Linked DNA regions of Sus scrofa: region 2 is linked to region 1. The links are chromatin contacts, called in public Hi-C maps. All regions are on one chromosome and are shown on one strand. Each heading gives the region's core, a stretch centred on a gene start, on an enhancer-like site or on the middle of the called end of the contact. The rest is flanking DNA. Distances are from core to core; before and after follow the strand shown. Region 1 has its middle 64 kb from the start of NOCT. Region 2 overlaps LOC110262153 (a long non-coding RNA gene).

What was found. Hi-C and Micro-C count contacts between places; a contact is called where the count stands out from the background.
Region 2: a contact with region 1 is called in a Hi-C map of alveolar macrophages, with 2.2 times the contacts expected there. The contact joins two enhancer-like sites. A contact is called at or near these places in 4 of 47 Hi-C or Micro-C datasets (alveolar macrophages, embryonic fibroblasts, epiblast stem cells and 1 more).

What each region holds. Positions count from the first base shown.
Region 1 is chr8:87,969,919-87,976,488 of Sscrofa11.1, reverse strand. No RefSeq gene overlaps it. Among named protein-coding and RNA genes, the nearest start is that of NOCT, 64 kb to the right of the region's middle. Within about 2 kb of position 2,943, at least 15 of the 83 cell types and tissues checked have an H3K27ac peak or open chromatin away from gene starts, as enhancers often do. A contact at or near this core is called in alveolar macrophages, where this site is marked.
Region 2 is chr8:88,224,477-88,231,046 of Sscrofa11.1, reverse strand. All of the region lies in intron 5 of LOC110262153 (a long non-coding RNA gene), which reads right to left. Among named protein-coding and RNA genes, the nearest start is that of NOCT, 320 kb to the right of the region's middle. Within about 2 kb of position 2,701, at least 8 of the 83 cell types and tissues checked have an H3K27ac peak or open chromatin away from gene starts, as enhancers often do. A contact at or near this core is called in alveolar macrophages, where this site is marked.

The sequences.
Region 1 (6,570 bases), core at 1,694-4,193:
AAGAGAAAGGGAAGGCCGAGTTTGATAGCGGGGATTCATTTCCACGCAGGGCATACTTTAAAGCGCGGCCGCTTTGAGTTGCAAACGGCCCCGGGCCCCTCAGCAGCTGTGGTTTTGATTGTTCGCTGGCAGCGAGCCCCCAGAGAAGCACTTGATTCCTGGGGGCATTTCCTGAAAACCGGAGTTCGGTTTTCAAGATGGAAACAGATCGCTTGGATTTTTTTTTTTTTAAAGGTCTCCTTACCCTTGCCCTGACAGTTCCAAAGCTGTCGTCCTCGGATTTCAAATAAATAAGTTATTTTAACCGAGGAATACAGAACAACTGTTTTCTTTTTATTTCCTTGTGCCTGGCTTCAGTACAGGGTTGAATTTGAGCTCCCTGTGAAAAATACGTTTGTTTGTTTTTTTTCCATTTCCGTGCCTACCCCCTCGTTTTCTATCTTCCTCTCTACCTTTTCTCAACGTTTTCGTACCGCTTGTGTCTTCCTCCCTTCATAAACACCGACAGGCACAGGGAAGGGGGCTGGAGTGGTCGGGGGCGGGGGAGGGGGTAGGGGGTGAGCAGCGCCTCCCTTTTTGGTGTGACACGAGCGCCCTCTGCTGTCCTGAATGTGAACAACTAAGCATCCAGACAGGTTCCGACCAGATAAGCCGATTGGGAGAAAACATACAGCCTTGTCCCTTCTCTGAGCAAACACTGGAAGTACTGTTGAAATGAATAATTTATTAAACCACCATTGTTTATTGACTGCCTTTCATTATTTACTTTTCAGTTATTAAATACACTCGGCAGAGTGCGTGGTGTCAGCCCTTAGCCGACTGGCAGCTTCTTTCTGAGCCCCCTGGCTTCTCTCCACACCAGACATTTTCGATCTCTTTTGTCAGGTCAGGGTCAAACTACAGTTGTTCGGTGATGACTTTATCAATTCTCAGTTGATAGACTCTAAATGAAAAAATGCCTGCTGCTGCCTCATCGCTGCTTAAGAAGAGTCATTTGTGTAACGTTCTGTCAGTCCAGCCCGGTCTGTGACAGACACAAGGAGTCCAGTGAAAGAAGGAAAAAGATGTTTTTAATGCCTTTTATTAGACTCCCTTCTATATATCAAGGGGCAGATGACACCCATCCTAGGCTGTCCTTCTAAACCCAAACAGGCCAGGGAGGGAACATTTCCCTTACCCAACGCCCTCCAGCCCATTCTGAATTGAGGTAATAAGCCAGACCTGTTTTAAGTAAGCTTGCTGATTACTGCCCTTCATCTTGAGGTCACTCAAAGTCAAAAGAACCAGTGCAAGTGGGAGGGAGCTTTCTCCCCAAGAAAAATATCCCCTGACTCTGGATTTGAAGGGAAGTATCAGTGTGTACTAGCATAGCCCCTGCTTTCCAAGGGCAAACATTTCTGCCAACCAGAATTTCAGGAATCTATGCTGTAACTTCTACATAAATGAATAAATAAATAAGGCTCAAAGCAAAAAATGAAACAGAAACTCCCAAAAATGAATGGGAGATTTTATTCTAAAACCCAAAAATTTTAAATGTGATTGCTGGAGTTCTCATGTGGTTCAGCAGATTACATATCCAGCGATGTCACTGCCTCCTCTGTCCAGAAATAAAGCAACATAACTCCTCTCCAAATAACTCATTAGAGATTTATGTCTGAATGTGAAGGGACCTATTACCATATATCGCAAAAAAAAGATCTAAATAAAATTAGATATTTCATCAAATTATTCCTGAGCTCAAACTAAATAGGACCTTCAAGAAAGACTCACATCCTGATATATTCTCTTCCAACACTAATATTTGCAGACTCAGCATCCTGAAGGGGGAGGGCAGAAGAGGCACCAGAGGTAGTGGGGGAGGGGATCAGGGAGGGACCCTACCAGCAGGTTTGCATGCACCAAAGCATCAGGACAATTAGTCTGTAAGATACAGTACATTTTAATAGTTAAGAGCATGAAATTTGAAGTGTCTCTGACCTTCTAACCTGGGTCCCAGCGATGGCTTTGCCAGGTAATCCACTGTGTGACTTGAACATGTCTCATAAGTTGACTAAGCTTCAGTTACCTTGTTTGTAAAATAAATTGATGCTTCTTCCTTCATGATATTAAATATGAGTGTTCATACATGTCACATATGTAAGTAGCACAGTTAAGGATGCAAGAAACATGCAATGTGTACAAGGACCTTTAGCTTCCTATTTTCGTTCCCATATTTCCATTCCAAACACCAGTCAAGGAGTTCCCACTGTGGCTCAGAGGTTAAGAACCTGACATAGTCTTCATGAGGATGTGGGTTCGATCCCTGGCCTCACTCAGCGGGCTAAGGATCTGGCATTGCTGAAGGTCCCAGATGCGGCTCAGATCCCATGTAAGCCTCAGCTGTAGCTATGAGTCAAACCCTAGCCTGGGAACTTCCATATGCCGCAGGTGCAGCCATAAATTAAAAAAAAAAAAAAGTCAAGAAAGGGATTATCTTATTTTTAAGCTTCCTAAATCCTGCCTGCCTTCATTTATCCAGCAAACATTTATTGAATCCTTACTACATTCCAAGTACTATGCTAAGCTCTAGCTATTCAAATATGAAAAAGAGTCTTCACCCTCTAGGAAGAGAACACATACATTAATTATCTATATAATAAAATTTAGCCTCTTTCTGTCTCTTTGCAATGTTATACAATAATCAGTCTCGAGGCTGCAAAGAACAAAGAGCTTTGTTTGGGGTCTTAAGAATTGCAATTTGGCAGACACAGATTTGGGTAAAATTGAAAGAGTTCTCAGAGAAGAGAAAGAGTCTGGCGCTTATAAAGGCAAAAATCATGAGGCTGTATGCTGACACAAGAAAAGCAATATTTGTCCTTAAGGGATGGCTGTCATGAGTTGTTTTAGGGGAAAGGTCTGATGAGTATCTTGGGTTTTGGGCATTGAAAGGTCAGATTCCACCCAGGCTGAGATTTGCCTGAGTCACACTTCCTCACTGGCCTCCCTGCTACGTTTTAGAGAGCTCTCTTAGTAGTACCAACTCCGTTTTGGTTTTCCTCTCACAATTACTGGCACCCAAACAGTTGATGTCATATATGACAAGGTGACAAAGATAGAATCCACTGCAGGGGTGGGAATTTAGAAGCAGGAAGTGAGGCAGGCTGGGGGCTGGGACACTCTGCCACAGTGGCTGCAGTGCTAGTACCTAGACAAACATCTCCTGGAGCAATAAAATACAAAGAAACCACAAGGGACTAAAAATAACTGTGTATGCTCAGTTGGAGCAAAATTATGGACAACAAAATACAAAAAAAAAAAAAAAAAAAAAAAAAAAAAAGCCAACCACCCCTTCTGAAGAGCCAATAGCAAAAGCAAGGCACAACCCCTGCCCCCCGCACACATCACCACCAAAGGGTTGGGAAGACCATCTAAGCCACCCCCCTGGCCCAACCCTTGGATCTACTCCTACCTCACCCCATGTAAGGAACCAGTTTATTTCCCCTCAGAAAGCAAGCAAGCTAGGGAAACTTGATTGTTTTCACTGCCCCCCTGAAGCCTAGGAGAGCCTTGCCTGAATCTCCTGCCTGGCCTCTTAACAATTTCTATTGATTAAGGAAGGGCGAGAACCCGGTTGGTAGCGGATTGAACAACACTTTTTTTTTTTTTTTTTTTGCATATAATGTAATATACCACATCATTCATTCAGAGTTAGAATGCTAAGTGTGAATTTATAAATCTCTGTATTTTGAATGTTGCCATTATTTTATGAAGAGTACTGAAGCCCCAAAATGTTCATAAATATTTTTTGCAATCGTCCATTTTAATTGTCCCGTTTTTCCACCTGCGTGTTCACACAAGAAATCACACTAGGGAGAAAAAGTGTCATCTTGAATATAAATAAACTTAGATCCTCACCTGCAACAGCTATGAAAATTTGAGAATTTTTAGAATCTAAAAGTCTTATTCTCTGTTGTGTCCCCAGTTCCTAGTCCAAAATCTGGCATAAAACATGTGGGGGATACGTCTTTTCTGAGGAAAGAAGATACAGCAAGAAGATGATCAAGGCTCTTTCAGGAAGTATCCATACGCATGCGCATTCAGCCAAGGCGAGACAATCAGGTCCCCTCTGAGCATCTAGAGAGCGGAGACACCCTCCGAGAAGCTGAAGCCCAGTGCAAGGAGACCCCGGGGGAGGAGCCCCAAGGACACACCTGGCAGCACCTGGACAGACACTACTCATGCCACAGGGAGAAAATTCAAATAGAATTTCAAATGAACACCAACTCAATTATTGTGACTTTAGTATGTGTTCATGATGCAAAGGTCATCTCAAGGGTCAAGCCCTAAAATAGAAAGAAAAAAAAAAAAAAAAGTTGAAAGGATAGACTTCTCCAATGATAAGGTCAGAGTCCTTATCCAGAACTCAGACGTTTAAAAAATAGAAACAGAAGTGTTCCCACTGTGGCGCAGGGGATTAAGGATCCATCGTTGTCGCTGCAGTGGCTCCGGTTGCCACTATGGGGTGGGTTCGATCGGTGGCCCAGAACTTCCACATGCCAGTGGTCCAGGCAAAAATAAATAAATAAATAAGTAATGAAAAATAGCAACGGAGCCTAAGAGTACATTTTTCAAAAGTGCAGGCAAGAGAGAGCAGTAATTAGCCCTGGGATAAAGAGATCCCCTCAGGTTGCCTCTGCTTGCCACCACATGTTTGCAACGTGCAAGTGTATTCTCTCTATTACCAGCAAAGCAGGCACTCAGATTTGCACTCACTGATTTTTCATTTTTAATGGGCACACCCTCGTCAGATGTAAGTTCTGGGGCCAGGGATTGAATCCAGGCCCAGCTGCAACCTATGCCACAGCTGTGGCAACACCAGATCCCTGCCTCTGCAGCAATCCTAGTCGCTGCAGTAATCCTAGTCGCTGCAGTTGGATTCTTAACCCACAGCACCACAGCGGGAACTCCTGTACTCACTGATTTTATTTATTTTTTTAATCAAATTGCTTCCTACAGGGGCCTCCTCTGTTAATACTGATTTCTATGCATTCCAGCTAACAGTATGAAAAACATGGTATGTAAAGAAGCTTTGTTATGAAGCTGGAAATTATTATAACTGAATTAATTATTATAATTTTAGAAAATCACTACAATTGAAATATTTATTTCTAATCTTTCCATTAAACTTTAACAATGATTAATAACTCTGTTGATAATGCCAGGTAATACAGTTAATTACCAAAAAAAAAAAAAAAAGCAACACAGTGGTTGAGCTATGGGGAGGCTGTTATGGAAGAAGCAAAGAGAATAGCAAAGGCAGTTTGAGGCCTGGAGCAGGGGTTGGGGGAGGAAGAAAGCCTGGGTCCTTGGAAGACTCCGTAGAGGCCAGAAAACTTCCCCTCCTCCCACTACAGCTCCACCTTCTTTTCCGCTGGTATCTGGATACACTCGTGTATGACCATTTTGAAAGGAAAGAATAAATCTGGACCCTGAATACATCCAAAGCCAAGGAAGGGACTTTGTAATTGAGACCCTCCAAACGCTTCTGTTCTATTGTCACATGGAAGCAAACGGATGATGATCGAATAATCAAATTTGCAAGGTATTTTTCTATTGTGAAACATTTCAAAATGTTTTCAAAGCAAAACAAGAAAAAAGGAAGCAAGGGAAAGGAAGGAGGAGATAATGGAGCCCCCCAGCAGAAAGGAGCTGTAAATGTTTCTTTATACAAAGAAATCTTCTTCCCATAAATGTCTCTGTCCACTCTGATAAGAATTTACAGAGAGCCTATCAGCATAAACCCAAGCACTTTTCATAATTTTTATCAGCGAAATGGATGTTGCTAAGCACGGGTAAGTGCCTTGAAATTTTCTGAGCCGTGATGCTAAGTGCACAAAGGTGTCATTACATCCCCCGCCTTCTCCCTGATCCAGAAGGAACTCTCAGGGGAATCGTGAATGTGGGGAGCGGATTAGAATGATGTGAGGTCAAGGAAAATGGTGGGCGAATGTTGGTAAGATTCGTCTACAAATGAGACCTCTGTCATGTTTTCAAAAATACGGTTCACTCAAGCAAGCAGCAGCAGAAGAATGTTTGATGAAGTTGAAGAGAGTGAAGTAATACGACTGTCTGACAAAGGCCTGAGCTTTCTCCCGCACCTTCTGTAGGGATCTATTAAAGAAACAGGAAATGGAAAAAGAAGCACAGAGTGTGATGAATGTCAGTTACCATTACCTTTTATGAAGCTCTGCTGAAAGGCCTGGGGTATAGACTAGCAGGTAGCAAGGTAAATCCATAAATAAACAATCACCTGCATTCCAGGGTTATTTGCTTCAGCCCTCCTTGTGAACTCATTGAGCCTGGGTGAGGTTACAAGAGAGATTCTCGATGGAGTATAATACGAACTTGTCACTGTGCCAATAGGCTGAACAAAACAAAAAAGATTTGTGGCTTCTGTCTGGGACATCTGATGGATTAGGGTTTTCACTTGTTGGTAGGGAAAAAGGAATACTCAAATCCCCCTGGCCTCAGTGTTTGTTTCTCGGCACTTTTATGGATGGTTTCCTTCTGATTTGGGAAGTCGGTGAGACT
Region 2 (6,570 bases), core at 1,452-3,951, 250 kb before region 1:
TGTGGAGGTGTTACTCCCTGGAGCCCTTAAGCCGCAAATGTTAATCAATATCCATGGAGCCCAGGTTCCTACACTGCCTACCTGAGTTAATATTCTGTCTCACTAAGGCCATTTTTTAAAGGGCTCATCTTGACAGACCAACTGTTGACTGGCCTTAGAGATACATTAGGCGTTCCCATTGTGGCGTAGCGGAAACAAAACCGACTGGGAACCATGAGGTTGCCGGTTCAATCCCTGGCCTTGTTCAGTGGGTTAAGAATCCAGCGTTGCTGTGGCTGTGGTGTAGGCTGACAGCTGTATCTACGATTATACCCCTAGCCTGGGAACCTCCATATGCCACAGGTACGGCCCTCAAAAGACAAAAGACAAAAAAAAAAAAAAAAAAAAAAAGAGAGATGCATTAAATCCTTGAACATCTTTGAAAATCTACACTCAACAGAGTGCTTCACTGCCAGGCAGGATGACTAAGTCGGAGGCCCCATCATAACAGAGTCCATGGAGATGCGAGGCTCCAGGGTCTGAACAAGACACGCCCGCCTTTCTCATTTTGTTTGGAGAGAACGCTGTTTCCATGGTGATTAAGATTTTTCACCCCATCAGGAACAAGGAACTAGGGCAGAATGTGTAAAACACCATTTTCTGTGTCTCCTTGGACACCAACAAGGAGAGATGTTGCCAAGATGGGTATGGTGAGAAACAGGAGGGCACGGTGAGATGTGATGAAAAAAAAAATACATGAAATAATAGAGGGCCCGTGGTGCAAACTGCCCCTTCTGTATCACAGTGCAGCAGTCCAGTTCCATCACAAAAGCAAAAATCATTCATGGAAAGGAAACCTTTCTCCTGGGCATTGTGGGTGCAGCTCGGTCTTTCACAGCCCAGTACAGTAGCCACTGGCCATAGGTAACTGTTGAACTTGAAATTAATTTAACTTAAAAAATGTTAGTGCTCTAATGGCCACATTTCAAATGCTAATAACCACATTGGGCCAATGCAGATGTAAGACTACAAGATGTGACCTCATTGCTCCAGTGTGTTCTAATCCAGCATGCTCGGACCTGTAGTTCAGTGGGTAGCCATGCTTGAGCGAAAAGCAAGCCTTAAAAAGGTATGTGCGTGAGGGGAAAAGCATCCACTACACACAGAGGGGAGCAGCCTGCCAGGCTCCAGCATAAGCACAACACAGCCCGGGAGGAGGCAGATCTGGAAACTTCTCCTTCCAAAATCCATCGCTCCTTTCCCTCTGCCTGAGGGTCCAACTGGGAGCAGGGAGCTGAGGAGCAATTCCTCACATGAATGAAGTGGGGAGGGAGGGCTGTCCCAGCACTCAAGGCCTCAGAAGCCAGGAGCGCCAACGTGATTAAATAATTGAACTGTCTCACCTTGCCCAGTCAAGCTGGATTCCAAAGAGCGTAATTAATCTTCATAGTGCCTGTTATTCCCTGCCCTGTGATTCTTCTGCTCCTGCTCAAAGTTGTTTCCCAACTGCCTGCTTCCTGCACCAGAAAAAAGGGGAGGAGGAAGGAAAGAGAAAGACTGCCTCACGGAAGGGCATCAATGGAAAGTTACCTTCCAACCTCGTCTTGATGAATCACCCCCGCCCTGCCAACCAATGGTAGAATCCACAGTGTAAGTGCTGTAATTTTATAAGCAAATTTCAGAGAAACAAAGATGGCTGGGGGTTTATGGTTATTCTGGGAGGATGACTTTTAGAACTTTTCCTTCAAGAAATCTTGCACCGTTGTAATTCACAAGCCCAGAAAGTATGCAAAGACTGGAACAAGGAAGGAAGCCAAGGCCGGTGCCCAGCCTGGCCTCAGTCTCCAAGAGAATCATTGCTCGAAAGCAAAGCCAGAAAGTGGGAAGGGCCATCATGGCACAGGCGTTTAAATTCATTCATTCCTTCAGCAAATTTACTGAGTGTCTTCCACACCAGGCACGTTCTAAGAACTTAGGATATACCATCAACAAATAGACACAATTCCTGGACTGGTGGAACTGATATTCCTAAAGCCGAAGATTGGATCTGTTTTTAATTCACTCGCATTTGATCCAGTAATAGTAAGAGTCATTATAAAAATGCAAAATTTGAGCATCTATTTATTTCACATCATTCCCTATAAAGTGATGGCTTGACTCCTGTAAAAGTATGTTTGTGTGGTTGCATAAAGGTGACTGCGATCCCCAGGAGCTTCTCAGACCCTTGCAAATTGTGAGCCTGATTTCACATCAAGAAGGAGAAGGGAAGGAGCTTTCCAGTCAGCTCATCTACCAGCACCTCAAAATGACCAGCGATGCCAAGGCACGCCAGCTGCCAGGTCTGCCTCTTCCTGGAGGGAAGTAGGTAGGGGAGTAGCTGCTTGGCAACAAGACAAGGACAGTGATATAAGATGGGAGAGCCAAAGGAAAAGTGAGAAAAGGGAAAAATAATCTCACTGCATTATCCACAACCCCTAAGTGTGTATTAATGGACCGATAAAGTATGCCCTGGAGAGTCTTAATACTACAATATTAAACTCTGTACACCCGGAAAAGCAAAGATGGCACATTATAACAAAGAGAGTTTGGGTTCTGTGTTGTTGGTTTTCTGGTTCTTGCTAATGTTCTGGTTTTTAGCTTTGCTAGCTTGGATATATTTTCCTTTAAAGGGCTGCTTGCCACAGAGACTATTTTCCAACCAAAGTGCAATGCTGCCCCCTCGTGATAGAACGGTGTAAGAGCACCTATAGAAATCAAGCATCTCTGCAACTCTACATCTCTACAGTTCTGCCTAGATTTCATTTTGCTATCATTTCATCCTCCAAAAATGCAAATATTTCATCCTTAAAGAGCCTCTGCACAGAGATATTTTCTGTCTCAGCCTAGTTCACACAAGTAATCAACACAGCGTTTTATTCTCAAATATGAACTGTGTGCTGATTACAAAACAAGCAGTGGTGGGGAGTGGATTTCTCCCCCTTTTTGCCTATAAATTAAGCGATCTCCCCAGAGAAAGCTCAGAAATCAGGCCTATTTCATATAACCTTTAGAATCCTGATTGGAATTCTCACTGGAAAGACATTTACTGAGAACTCAAGCTCAAGGAAATCAATGCCTGGGTCTGACAGACATTCAGCTTCCAGACAAATGTATTTGATTTCAGATCATCCTTCAATCTTTGTAGCGGGAATAAACCTGAGACTGAAAAGTGAAAATAACATTGCAGGTGATACACTGCGCTACCAGGAGCTGCCTTCCTGCATTGTATTAAAACACAATTGTTATCTGAGAGGAAATTATATTATATGAAAACACGCGAGGAGGGGTTGAGTGGAGAATTCCCCCCTTCCATGATCAGCCAAGGTCAAGTGTTATATGATCCCTATTTTCCTCGAACCATGGCTCCAACCACCTGCATCAGAATAATTTTGGAGTTTGTTAAAAATGCCCAGTCAAGATCTATTAAATCTGGAAATCTTGGTGTAGCATCTAGAAGTCTGCGCTTTACCAAGCTTTTTGGTAAAATGTGTGGACTAAACTTGGAGAACCATTGAGTTAACTTTAATACAAATTTTTAATTTCCATTGAGAAGATTTTCCTATTCAACTCACAAATACTATAAAGCTATAGAATAACAAAAATATCTATTTATCAATTAACAAATTTCCTTGATTTTCTACAAAATTGAAGGATATCACTGGACCGTGGAAGGAACTCTCCAACCAGTAAACAGTCATAATGGTCAACTGAAATCGTAAATATCATTTGGTTGTTGCTGGTGATCATTTCTAACTGTACTTCTTACCCCAAAGCCATTCTTTCAAAAAGCCCCATCAGTAAGTAGCATGAAATGATTCATTAAGCAGAAACATTTACTCAATCAGAAGGTAAGACAGCCTTGAGGGTACCACACAGCTCTCTGCTCTCATAGAGAAAGACCTGATAACCAAACAAAAGAAGAAGAAAAAGGAAACAGAAAAAGAAAAAAAAAAAAAAAGCCAAGCAACTAGCACTCCCCTAAACTTCATGGCTGCCCCTGGTGCTCCCTCCCACTTCCCACTCTGCTCCCTGAGCCCCACTTCTCAGCCTCTCTCTGTCATCACTTTGTGGCCACTTATCATTGTCATCAGGCCCAGGTCTAGGCCTAGATGAGGAGCGAGTCCTGCAAGCCAGGTGCCAGCCCAGTCAGACCATCTCCATGCAGGCTGCAGCACTCCAGTGGGTACCAGTTCCAACACGTTGTATTTCATTGTTCCCCTTGATTCCCTGATGAGCCACAGGAGGGGACATCAAGAGATTGATAAGGGCTGCATCTTTGCTCAAGGAACCAGCATGAGCTTAAAAGAGGGTCTACCCCCTCACCCAGCTGTCAGCCACCAGCACAAAGAGCCAGATCCTCCACGTTTCATAGCCATTTTCTGGGGAGAGTCCCACCAGGCTGGGCTCACCAGAGAGGCCAACCATGAAAAGGAGTCTCCTTCTCACTCACACCACTGGGAGAGCAGACTGATGGAAAAATCTTGAAAGGGCCCAACGGTCAAGCCGATGGCCAAGAGAGACAGCCAAGGGGGAAGGTCTGAAAGCATGAATGACTTTAAGAAAAGAGCCTTTTGGAGGATGTGAAGAAAAGGAAACCCTTGTACACTGTTGGTGGGAATGTACATCTTGCAGCCACTATGGAAAACAGTATGAAGGTTTCTCAAAAGACTAAAAGTAGAATTGCATATGACCCAGAAATTCTACTCCTGGGCATATATCCTTGAAAAAACAAAAACACTACTCTGACAAGATACATGCACCCCAATGGTCCTAGCAGCATGATTTACAATTGTGAAGGTACTGAAGCAACTTAAGCATCTATCCATCAACAAATGAATGGATAAAGAAGATGTGGTATGTGTATATATATACGACATGAAGGAACTTGGAAGGCGTTGTGCTTAGTGAAATAAGTCAGACAAGGAAAGACAAATACTAATGATACGACTTACATGTGGACTCCACAAAATACAGCAAACTAGTGAATAAAACAAAACAGAAGCAGCCTCACAAATAAAGAGAACAAGTAAGTGGTTGCCAACGGGGAGAGGGAGCAGGAGGGGTAAGAGTGGGATGCAGGGAGAGAAACAGGTTATTATGGGGTTATATGAAATCACATGTATGAAACTTGTGAAAATTGCAAAGCACTATAGAATTTAAAGAATTTTTCGTGCAATAAAAAAGAAAAAAAGAAAAGAGCTTTTTGGTTTATTCTGAGGAGGGATCCTGGAGCCATGTCAGGTCTGTTTGTTCTGGGGAGAGAGATCGAATATTATGGAGCATCCTTTAACTTAATATAGAATTTCAATACATCTGCTGAAGTGGTTTCTAAGTCACTACCGCCCACTGACAGCAAGAGAGGCCCAGGACAAGAATTTACCTCAGAGGTTGGCTGTTAGTGTTTATGTCTGGCTGCAAAGAGAAGCAAATTGCAAATTTAATGATAAAACAGTTTAGAAGAGAGAGAGTTTAAAAAAAAAAAAAGAATTACGATAAATATATATGAATCCAAGTATTCTCCCAGAGGTAGGATTTGAATTTTCCTAAATCAGCTAATGTCTTTGTCAATTCTCCATTTGTATCTGGCCTCTGTCACATCCTACAATCCATACTGCTTTATATCTCCCCTTAATTGCTCCATGTGGGTAACTTGCATTTAAAACTAGTTCTCTTTGCCACTTGACCTTTAAAAGAAGATTAGAAAGTAAATTTTTCATCCTTCAAAACTACTATACTTCCATACACATGAAATAAATCACAAAGAACACAGTCAAACAGAAATGCCATTAATGTTTTTGCCATTTTCAAGCCTATATGAGGCTGAAAACAACTGTTTCAAGCAAAGAGGCGGGGATAAAGGAACCTAAAAATGTGTTGATATTGCCTACTTATAAAAACAGATTTTCTGTCTGCTTTGGCCTTTTGTTCCATCAGTAGGCAGAGTAATACCCACCCCCAAATATCCACATCCTGATCCCTGGAATCTCCAACTATGTCATCTTAACGTGGTAAAAAGGACTTTGCAGATGTGATTAAGTCAAGGACCTTGAGTTGGGAAGATTATCCTGGATTCTCTGTGGATTCCTCGTAAACACAAGGGTCCCTCGAAGCAGGAGGCAGGGAGTTGTTCAGAGAAGGAGCTGCCATGGTGGAAGCAGCGGGAGGAGGATGTGCTTGCTGGCTCTGAAGATGGAAGAGGTCCCCATCCAAGGTGGCCTCCAGGAACACTGCCCTGCTGACGCTCAACTTCTGCCCCGGGAGACCCATTTTGGACTTCAGACCTCCAGAGCTATAGAATTATAAATTCAGGATTTTTTTCAAGCTGATAATTTGGGGTTATTTGTTTCAGCAGCAAGAAGAATAGAGTCTCTATGTCCTTTTTGGAAGGAATTATTACTGCCACTCTCTAAGTTTCAAAAATTGACAAGACAGCAGTGGCCAAAATTCAAAGTTGGTTATATTCCTGGGCATGACTAGAATCTAATACAAACTTTGTAGTTACAGGGGCCAACCACCACCAAAAACATGAATTACCATTGAATGTTTCGTTTT